2 separate regions of the Mus musculus genome follow, and region 1 is linked to region 2. Evidence: chromatin contacts called from public Micro-C data. All regions are on one chromosome and are shown on one strand. The core of a region is the stretch at or near the end of the contact, and the rest is flanking DNA. Distances in the headings are between cores, read along the strand shown.

What was found. A called contact is a pair of places that touch in the nucleus more often than the background predicts.
Region 1: a contact with region 2 is called in a Micro-C map of embryonic stem cells, with 2.0 times the contacts expected there. The contact joins the promoter of E2f2 here to the promoter of Stpg1 in region 2. A contact is called at or near these places in 1 of 15 datasets of contacts at CTCF or cohesin (embryonic stem cells), 1 of 484 Hi-C or Micro-C datasets (embryonic stem cells) and 1 of 115 datasets of contacts at active chromatin or transcription factors (pancreatic cancer cells).

Annotation. Positions count from the first base shown.
Region 1 is chr4:136,169,386-136,174,396 of GRCm38.p6, forward strand. It overlaps E2f2 (E2F transcription factor 2), which reads left to right and starts at 2,889. Exons shown (of 7, transcript NM_177733.7): 1 at 2,889-3,653. The coding sequence starts at 3,396.
Region 2 is chr4:135,492,271-135,497,428 of GRCm38.p6, forward strand. It overlaps Stpg1 (sperm tail PG rich repeat containing 1), which reads left to right and starts at 3,717. Exons shown (of 9, transcript NM_030189.3): 1 at 3,717-3,876. Nipal3 (NIPA-like domain containing 3) reads right to left here and starts at 2,308. Exons shown (of 12, transcript NM_028995.4): 1 at 2,160-2,308.

The DNA.
Region 1 (5,011 bases), core at 1,639-4,138, 680 kb after region 2:
TATGTAGCCCTGGCTGTTTTGTGGAACTCACTATGTAGATCAGGTTGGACTCGAACTCAGAGATCTGCCTGCCTCTGCCTCCCAACCTCTGAGGTTAAAAGGTGCAGGCCACCATGCCGGGTTGATGGCGTATGATTTTAATCCCAATACTTGGGAGGCAGAGGCGGGTGGATCTCTGTGAGTTTGAGGCTAGCCTGGTCTACAGAGAGAGGCTAGTCATAGCTTCATAGTGAGACCCTATTTCCGAAGCACCATGACTACTATCAAACAATAAAAATAAGCATAAAAGCACACAGCTGGGTGTTTGCATCAAACACCGAGGACGCACCTGGGACCCTTCCATGGATTCCGTGGGGCGTCCCAGAAAAACCCACTTTGCCATCCGACTTCAAAGGTGTAAGAGTCAAAGCTTCGAGGTCTAGCACCCGGACTGACATCGCAGCATGTAGCACGGATGGAAGGAGCAAGAACTCAAGCTGCAGGGTTCCTGCTTGATCCATGCCCACACCTCTCACAGGAATCCATCCGTTCCCAGGCAGCGAAACTCCAAAGCCAACCCCAACTACCCGAAACTCAACCACAGAGAACTGGCTCTCAGCCCCCTCACTGGCTGCTGGCTCCCTTCTTCTCTCCCGGCCCCTCCCTGCCACCTCCATTCCCTCCCTGGCCCTGGGGCCTTGCTTCGGCTCCAAACCTGCTCAGCCACAATTCCTTCCAGGTGCCCTCATCTGTAGAATGGGGATAATAACAGTGTAGTGTGGTATGGTGTGGGGATCAGGAAGCGCCAGAGTGAAGTGCATGTGGTAGGGTCTTGCTACAGACCAGTGGCCATCATTTCTACTGTCCTGTGAACGAGAGGGAAGATCTTGGCCCCAGGCCGAGTAGCAGCTTTCTCTGTATTGGGTGGTTGAGGGAATGGAGGTTCCGAGAGGTGGCCCCACAGCTGACCTGCCCAGGGCTGTTCAGCTAGGACGTAGTGGGCAGGACTTTGTGAGGGATCCCTAGACTTTCTGATTTCAAATCTCACTCACTATTGCCTCTCTTTGCCGGACACACAAGCAAGTCGTAACACTTATTATCCACCTTCTGCATGCCAAGCCAGGCCTCATTCAGAGAGAGACTTGACTGAGAGCATTGAAAAAAACTTAGATAGAAAGCAATGATTTACAAGGCAAGAAAGCCAAGTCTTGCTTGAGGCAAACCACAATAAACGTTCAAAGAGTAAAGGCCTTCAGGGTGAGAGAGGGCAAACAGGCAGGGAAGGCTTCCGGGAGGAGGAGAAGTTTAAGCTGGGACTTAAGGGACCAGTGAAATAGCAGACTATTTTTTGTTTGTTTGTTTATTTGTTTATTGGTTTTTCAAGACAGTATAACCCTGGCTGTCCTGGAACTCACTCAGTAGACCAGGCTGTCTTTGAACTCAGAAATCTACCTGCCTCTGCCTCTCACATGCTGGCATTAAAGTCATGTGTCACCACCTCTTGGTGGTCTACTGTAGACTAAAGAGGCCTGTGTATTCCAGATCAAGTCTGATATAGCAACAGCTGTCGATTCTCATGGACCAAGCTCTGTGCCGAAGGCTTTGCATATACTGTGCCATGAGATTTCTCTGTGACTCCGACATAAGGAATGAGAGAGAGAGAGAAAAAAAAAAAAGACCCAGAGAATGGAGAAGAAATCTTGTCAAACAGCTTTCACAAAAGGGTTAGGGGACTGGATGTGAATTAAGAATGTCGAAGAGAAAGCCTGGGCTACCTGGTTTGTGATGATCTGATCAGGTCTTAACACGGGGACTCAGCCCACCCCCCCTCCTGTTGTGGTAAAATAATTGTTTAGGCCGGTCAATGGTGGCGCACGCCTTTAACCCCAGTGCTTGGAAGGCAGAGGCAGGTGGATTTCTGAGTTTGAGGCCAGCCTGGTCTACAAAGTGAGTTCCAGGACAGCCAGGGCTACACCGAGAAACCCTGTCTCACAAAAACAAAAACAAAAACAAAAACAAACAAACAAAAATTTGTGTAGAAGAAACCTGGAGGTGTTTGATTCAGGAAGGAAGAGTGCTGGGTCCTGTTGGGGAAAATGACCTGACAAACTCTGGACCCTCACCCACGCTGTGCCTGTCAAGGGCGGGGCAGAGTTTGGGAGAGTGGAAAGGAGCTCTTTACTAGAACAAAGACTCCCGACCTGGACTGTCCTACATTTGACTGCCAATTCTCAGATCAGCGAATCTGTGAATGACCCGAGGCACAATATCCCGCCCCTCCGACTCCCTGGTCTTACCCATCCCACTTCTCCGGATTGATGGGATAAATTAAACAACATAACATATATAATGGTCTAATCTTAGTGTACTGTACGGGCGTACAGTAGGCGCTCAATAGAGGTTAGTTTTTTTCCTGAAGAAAAACATAAAAGGGAGGCGCCACCCTTCCCTGCCCCTCTGCCAATTAAAGCCTGGAGGAACAGGTTCCTGGGTTTCATTTGAAGAGAAAGAGGACATATTGGTTATATTAATTAATATATTAATAAATGATTTAACCTAACTAAGCAACAAAGCGAAAACAAAAGGTTTTGTGGCCAGGGAAATGCACTTGAGGGTCAAGACTCAGGTCCCGACTCTGACTCTCTTTCAATGTTTGGCCCCACCCCCAAGGAAAAGAGGTCCGCTCCTCAGCGCTCTTCGCTGTACTGTTGGTCCTTATGCTGGGTGTTCCAGATGCACCTCCTGCCTCAGTTTCGCCTACTGTTACAAGAGGACGCTGAAGTCAGCAGATGTCGCGGCCCCTTTAAGCCACTAAGCTCCTGTCGTAATCGCTGTTTCTTAGACTAAGCCTTTCCGGGGGTGGGTGGGTGGGAGGAGCCTATATATATTGTAGCAGCCAATCGAGGCGCGGCATTTTCCGCGGGAGATCCGAATTTGGCGGCATATAGTTTGGCGCTAAAAAAAAAAAAAAAGAAAAAAAAAAGAAAAAGAAAGAAAAAAGAAGAAAGAAAAGAAAAAGGAGTCCAAGCAAGGGACGGGAACTAGAGGGGTGAACGCAGAGCTCAGCAGGGCGCACAGGACACCCTTCGCGGGTCAGAGCACACGAGTGTCCGCGGGGTCCGTGGGCATTCCGGGACGCTTTCACGCACGGGCGCGACTCCGGACGCCCAGATATTCGGGGCACGAGCCGGACCGGGCCAACTCCTGGCAGTGCCACCTGTGCCACGCGATCTCCGAGTGGCGATCTCCGAGCTCGGCAGCGCTGGGCGGCGGGCCAGGAGGGGAGGGTCCGGCCTTGCCCGGCGGGCGTCCATTGGCGGCTGCTCCCGGCGTCCGCGGTGCAGCCGGCTGCAAAGCCCGCAGGTGCCCCGCGCGCGCGCGCCAGACCCGAGTGGGTAGGGGGCGCCGCACTCGCCATGCTGCGCGCGCCGCGGACCCTGGCTCCGGCCACGGCGCAACCTACAAAGAGCTTGCCGGCGCTGAACCCCACCGAGCTGTGGCCTTCGGGTCTGAGCAGCCCCCAGCTCTGCCCGGCCACCACCGCCACCACCTACTACACTTCGCTTTACACGCAGACGGTGCCTTCCTCTGTGGCGCTGGGCACCTGCCTCGACGCCACTCCCCACGGACCCGAGGGCCAAATTGTGCGATGTGCACCCGCAGGCCGGCTGCCGGTAATGCTGGGGGACCCCCTGTACTTCCCGTATACGTGTCTGGGTGGGGAAAAAGGAGAGAGGGTGCTTGGGACGCCCTACGGCTTGATTACAGCTGGTTGAGGTGGGGAAGCGGGACTGGCAGTAGAGAGAACCCTTTCATTTTCCGACTCCGTGAAGTAATCTCGCCTGCTGTCGCGGACTGCAATGAGCACTGGTCAGGGGAGCCTGGAGACCTAGCCCAGTGCCCCTAGCGCCTGCGTGACCTTGAGGAAGCTTCCAAGGCATCGACGATGCTTAAGTTCATTCATTCTTTCATTGTTTACGCCAGAACCAACACCTGCTTTTTCAGGCCAGGGGCTTGGCCTGTGGGATTTCCTGGTGACTTTAAATCCGCATAGGTCTCCCAGGTCTCTGGTCCAGCCTGGTATCTGGACCAGAGTTGTCTAGCCAGCTCCTTCTCAAGTGTTGTCCTCAGGTCCTCCCCACAGCCTGCTCATCGTCCGAAATAGCCAGTAGCAATGCAAATGTAGTCCGTCTCTTGGGTTTCCTGTTCAGATGGACTGTGACCTCGCGAGTGAGAGATGTGTTGTCAGGGAAGGCCTGGTGTGGTGGCGTTTGGGCTGTAGTACAGGGTTTGTGGGAATGGATGAGAAAGGGCCTGAGGGAGTTAGAGGGAGGGTTGGGGTGGCTGGTTTCAGCTCTGGTCTTCACTGTGTATATTTGGATGTCAGGGCCTCTGTTTCCTCTTCTTAAAAAAAAAAAGTTTTAAAATTACATTTATGTGGGGGATGGGACCGTTTGTGCCACACTGTGTTTGGAGGTCAGAGCACAACTTTTCAGAGTTGGTTTTCTTTTTCAGAGTGGGTCCTGGGGATCAAACTCAAGCTGTTCAGCTTGGTGGCAAACTCCTCTACCCACTGAGCCATCTCGCCAGCCCCACCTTTCCTCTTCTAGAAAATATATCTTCCTTGGCTTGTCTCCTCTGTTAGTTCCAGGTTTGGAAGCAGGTGTCAAGGAGGGGAGATGGTATTTGTAGGGTATGGTAAGTCTAGGGACAGGGATAAGACCACCCTGTGTCCCCAGGGTATTTTGTCCGACCTGTGGCTCTGTCTTTTCTTTCTCCACCCCTGGGGCAGGCTCAGAGCTCAGTGGTCACCTCTCTGGCTCTAGGCAGAGCCAGCCTCATTTTCTGCCTTTGGAGTCAAGCTTTAGTTTTACCTCCCATGATCCCTTTCCTGGGAGTGCAGGAAGTGGCATGGCTGTGTTGTCATGCCCATTTTACAGGGCAAGAAACTGAGGATGAGTGGTGTTCTGTTGCTGTGTCGGCTCTTGGGCATTTTCCAGCCGCATGCATTTGTGTTAGCTTGTGAAGTAAG
Region 2 (5,158 bases), core at 2,467-4,966:
GTCGTCGTGTGTTTGTGGAGGTGGTGGCAGTCAGTCCTCTCCTCCCGCAGTGGGTTCCAGGGATTGAACTCAGGCTTCCAGCCTTGCCTGACAGCTGTCTTCGCCTGCTGAGCCATCCCGATGGCCTCTTGACATGTTTTGGATTGCTTCTGATCTGACATGTGCTACCTTGTGTACCTCAGCCAGGTTACCCCCAGCTTTTAAGCCAGTTTCCTTAGCTGTAAAACGTGACTCATGTTTCTGTGCCACGGGCTGCGCGGAAATCCGATGGGATGTGGTGTGCTAAGGTGCACAGAAGACAGCTTGGTGGAGCCAGTTCCTTCCATCCTACATAGTGGTCCTGGGGATTGAACTCAACTCATTAAGCTTAACCGCAACTACCCTGACCCACTAAGCCATCTTGTGGGCCCACTCCCCAGTGTAACCCTATAGGGTTCATTCATACATCTATGCTCTTAGCTCCCAGGCATCTACCCAAGAAAGAGTTGAGGGCCTAGGTTTTAAAAACCTGCGCATCACATAGTTTCTAGTTCCCTCTACCTCCTGTTCCACACCTAGGAAAAGCAACAGCATGCACTGATGTCACAAGACAGACAGGCACAGACACCAAATGCCAGCTTAGTACAGGGCAGCCATGAAGACCTCTCTGCCCAGGTTGCACCTTGTCAAAGGGCCTAAAGTTAAGTTGTTGCTGCTGCTATCATTTGAGACAGTATTTCTGCAAGATGCCTCCCATATGTTTTTTGATATGTTAGATCCAATGCATATAGGATCAACTGGGAACCATAATTTTCTGGGAAGACTGGGAGGGCATAATTATAATTACTCTTGGATTAGACTGCATGTGTGTGAAAGCAACTCTGTGTTAAATGTCTGTATCTCTGTCCTGACATCGTTAATATGGGGGTGCTCGAGAGCTCCTTCTACCTGGGAGAGACCTAGGGCTGCTTCCAGCCTGGAGTTGAGGGGGCCCTGGATTGAAGGCACCTGTCAGGTCCTCTGCTGTTCCTGGAAACCTAGCTCAGAGCCTGGCAAGGTAACTTGCATAGATGCCCACTCGACCAAATGTAATGCCCATGATACACTGTGGTTTAAAAAAAGAATGCCTTACTCAGAACCCATGGCCACAAACAGATATACCCAGCCCCACCCACAGGATGTCAGAAAATGCAAACAGGCCTTGGGAACCAGCTAGGGAGGACAGCAGGTTGTCTCCCCCCACCGCACCCCTCTGTGTGTGTGTGTGTGTGTGTGTGTGTTGAGTCACTGGCTTTTAAACAGTAGCTTCAACTCCCCTCTCTACCCAGGGAACCCCCAGAGCTCTGAATACCCAAAGACAGAGGGAGGAAGATTCTCCTTGAACTGCCGTGTAGCATCACCCCAAAGCCTCCGTGGACTCTGTAAGTTGCATTCCCTTATAAGGCTCACACTTTGGCCTGGTGATGGTTTATTGTTGGTCCAAGGCTGACATATGTCCAAGAGGCACACAGCCAAGCCAGTGTTGACAATCACAGTCACAGTTTATGGTCACTGACCCAAGAGAATTCACAAAGTGCTTGCTTCCACTCGAATCCCCCGGCCTCATCTAAATGAATAACTCCGTTAACCCCACCGAGCAAGTCTTCCAGCGAGCATAACAGCCTCGCGGCCATGAAATTGGCTGTAACTAAAAACAAGGGTGTGTGTGTGTGTCCGCGCGCGCCCCCCCGCGTGCGTGCATGGAGGTCTTGTCACCACCTGACGATTCAGTTTGACCAAAGAACGTCGGTTTCATGCCAAGCTTTTCTTTCCCGGGGCTTTTGAGCACTGAGGGGTGACATTCTCGGAGAGACACACCTCTGTTTCAGTACCAAGCACAGAGCTCCCTCCATCCACCTGCCAGTCGCACCGGCTATTTCCTGCACGCTGGAGCCGGCAGTACTGGCCTTCCACTTCCTCATCTGGTAACGCCCAGCATCTCCTTCATTAAGGCAAACCCGTGCCCACCCTCCTTGAAAATATGGAAGAGACAAAAAAAAAAAAAAAAAAAAAAAATCGGAGGCAACAGAACCCAAACTGACAAGGCTGGCAACAACAAGGGAGACTATATTTATACTAGGGGATCAAAACAGCAAGCCTGATTTCAAGTACCCCTTCCCTCAGTCATGACCGTGACTCACCCGGGACGTTCCTTCTAGATCCACCTATCCCAGGTTCCGGAGAAGCGACTCGGACACTCCGTGCCACCCCTAGGTACAGCCTCTTGGATCCCTTCCCAGCTCCGAGTTTCCAAGGGGCTGCAGTGTTTTGCTTTCAAAGGTGGAGACTTGATTTGTTACACTGCCTGCCAGTCCCAAGCTGGCGAAGCCTCTGCGCAGGCGAGTGGTTGTCGGGAGGGGATGGGCGGGACATCCTGAAATAATTGGCTGCGTCGCCAAGCTCGCTTGAAGCGTAGGGGCGACCTGACACTCACCTGGAGGAGTCCCCTCTAGCGGCCAAAGGAAGAAGTCCGGGCTGCTTTGGTCCCCAAGTTATGGCTGCTCACCTCCACCTGCCGGACAAGTAGGCTGGGCTTAAGCAGCCCGCCTGGTGTCCCCCCGCAGTCTGCGCTAACTGCCACCGACCGTCCCGGGCGGCGCCCCTGCTGCTTCCATCAGGTAGCTCCAGTATCGAAACCCAGCAGAGCCCTGACACGTCTCGGGGACCGTGCGTACCCCTTCTTTCCTGCGCCTGCGTCCCACCTGTTGGCTGTATTGCGTCCTTAATTTCCCGGTACGCCTGCAGCTCAGCAGCCCCGGTAGGCTGTCAATCATCCTAGTAGTCCCGTCCCCCCCCCCGCACCCCTCCCCCGCCCGCTGCTGTTTCCCAGGGGTTCGGCTGTGAGCATGAACCTGCGCGTGGAGCTTCCAGCGCGCTCATTTTTCAGCACGCGCCGTTCAGTCCAGAGCCGCACAGCAACCTCTGGGGGAGATGTTGAGATCACACAGGTTTTACGAGGAAATGACATTGGGGAGACCTCAGCGATGGAAACGCGGTAGAACTGGGAGGGAGAGTTTAAGAGAGGATGGAGCTGCCATATTGTATTATGGGAGATGCCCAAAGACCAACTGGGTCGGTGCGAGATTTTTTTTTTTTTTCTTGAGGCGTGGGTGGCAGGAGATGTGATCTGAGGAACAAGCGGGAGACAGTTTCTAACAGGGGACTATCCCATAATTTTAAAGAAGACGCTGGTGGGTTTAAGCCGGGCTGTGGCTAGGCACTGTGGCTGCGGTGAAACGGGTAAGGGGCTCTTGGAATACTGCACGGTTGCCCTTGGGGAATTATGTCATCGACCTTTCTGCTCTCACACTCAGGGTGTGGATGGATGGGTAGGAACACTTGGGTTTATTCCTTCGATGAGTCACAAAAACAACAAACCAAACAAACCCAACAACCAAACAAAACCGAAACAATCAAACAAACAAACAAACAAGAAAAGGGAACTGAACCCCAGAAACAAAAACCCTAATAGTTAGTTCCCTGCCTAACAGGTTCTCCTTAGCATTGTCAATCCGAACCCCAAAATTCTGGTAGCTTTTTTTGTTGGTTTTTGAAACGTCTCCAACGATTGGTCAACAGCTTTTCACATTAAAGACACAGAGGACACCCCTGGCTAGTTAGCCAGTTGCCTGCCGCCGGACTCTGGAATGTTAGGCCAGTGGTTGCCATAGCGACCGGGCGGGAGGGATAGATTGACTAGTTAGGAACCAGTTCCTGTTAAGGGACCGGTCCTTGAGGTCTTGAGGAGGATTCCGCGCACTCCATGGGACACCCACGGAGACCTCCATACTCCGGGTGCGTGCGGAATCTCTGTGGCCAGTTGGGTGGTGCCTCGGATGCCAGAAGGTGCCACTTGGGGTACGAGTGGGTCAGCTTAAGCCCTCAGTGTACCAACGTGAAAAGAGCTCCCCCTTGGGCCCGGTGAATGGTTGGACATCTGATGCCCCTACTTCAGTCTTTGAGGGGGTCTCAGAACTGGGCGGTGGGTGAACCTCCAAGAGCCAGCTCTAACAGAACCCTTTTGGTACTCCCGCGTCTTCCTCAGCAAGTCTTTATTCTGGACTCCATTTTGGCCAAATGAAAGGGTGAGACTGGCTTCTCGAAGCCACTAACCAGTTGGTACAGTTCCATGTAGGCCTTGAACACACTCTCTCACCAAGCAAAATAGCTAATGGGTCAATCTCCTGGGGCTTTGAAAGGTCTTTTGAATCTCCTGTGCCTTCCACTATCCTTTAGTAGGGATGTTTCAAGTTGGAGGAAATCAGGCTAGACCGTGACCATCCGTCATGACCCATCAAGTGCAGGAGGCTCACCTGGCAAGCAGCATCCTGGGCAGAGCTAGGTTATATCTGTTCTCTACCAACTGTACCAGCATTCCATGGAAGACTGGAAAGCAAGATAGATACTTGTTTCCTTCTGGTGGTAGAATAATGTACTCTTTGACAGTTTTATACTTTCTTAAAATTTTCCAAAAATTTGATAATTTGCGTGAGAAGCATAATTTTAAAAATCTCTTGCAACTTTTAAAAAATAGATTATTTTAATTTTATGTACATTGGTGTTTTGACTGCATGTGTGTCTGTGTGAAGGTTGTCAGATTGCCCCTGGAACAGGAGTTATAGTTGTGAGCTGCCATGTTCATGAGAATTGAACTCTTAACCTCTCTCTGAGTCATCTCTCCAGCCCCGAATTTTTTTTCTTTAAAGACAAAGTCTCACTATGTAGTCCTGGCTAGCTTGGAAAGCTCTATTTAAACCAGGCTGGCCTTAGGCTCACAGAGATCCATCCACCTTTTCATGTTGGCATTAAAGGAGAAAACATCACTCCAAAATTTTTTGTTGTCATTTAAAAAAATTAATTTTCACTTTATGAATATGGATATTTTTCTCTGTCTGTCTGTTTCTGTAGCACACACAGGCCTGGTGCCTGTGGTGGCCAGGAAAGGGAGATTATCAGGTCTGTTTACACTGGAGCTATATAATGGCTTGGGGCCTCCATATGAATGCTTAGAATGGAACTCAGGCCCTCTGGAAAACCAGTCAGTGCCCTTCACCACTAGGCCATCTCTCCAGCCCTGTTGCTTTGTTTTGTGAGATAGGGGTCTGGACATATGATCCAAGCTGGCCTAGAACTCAGCGTG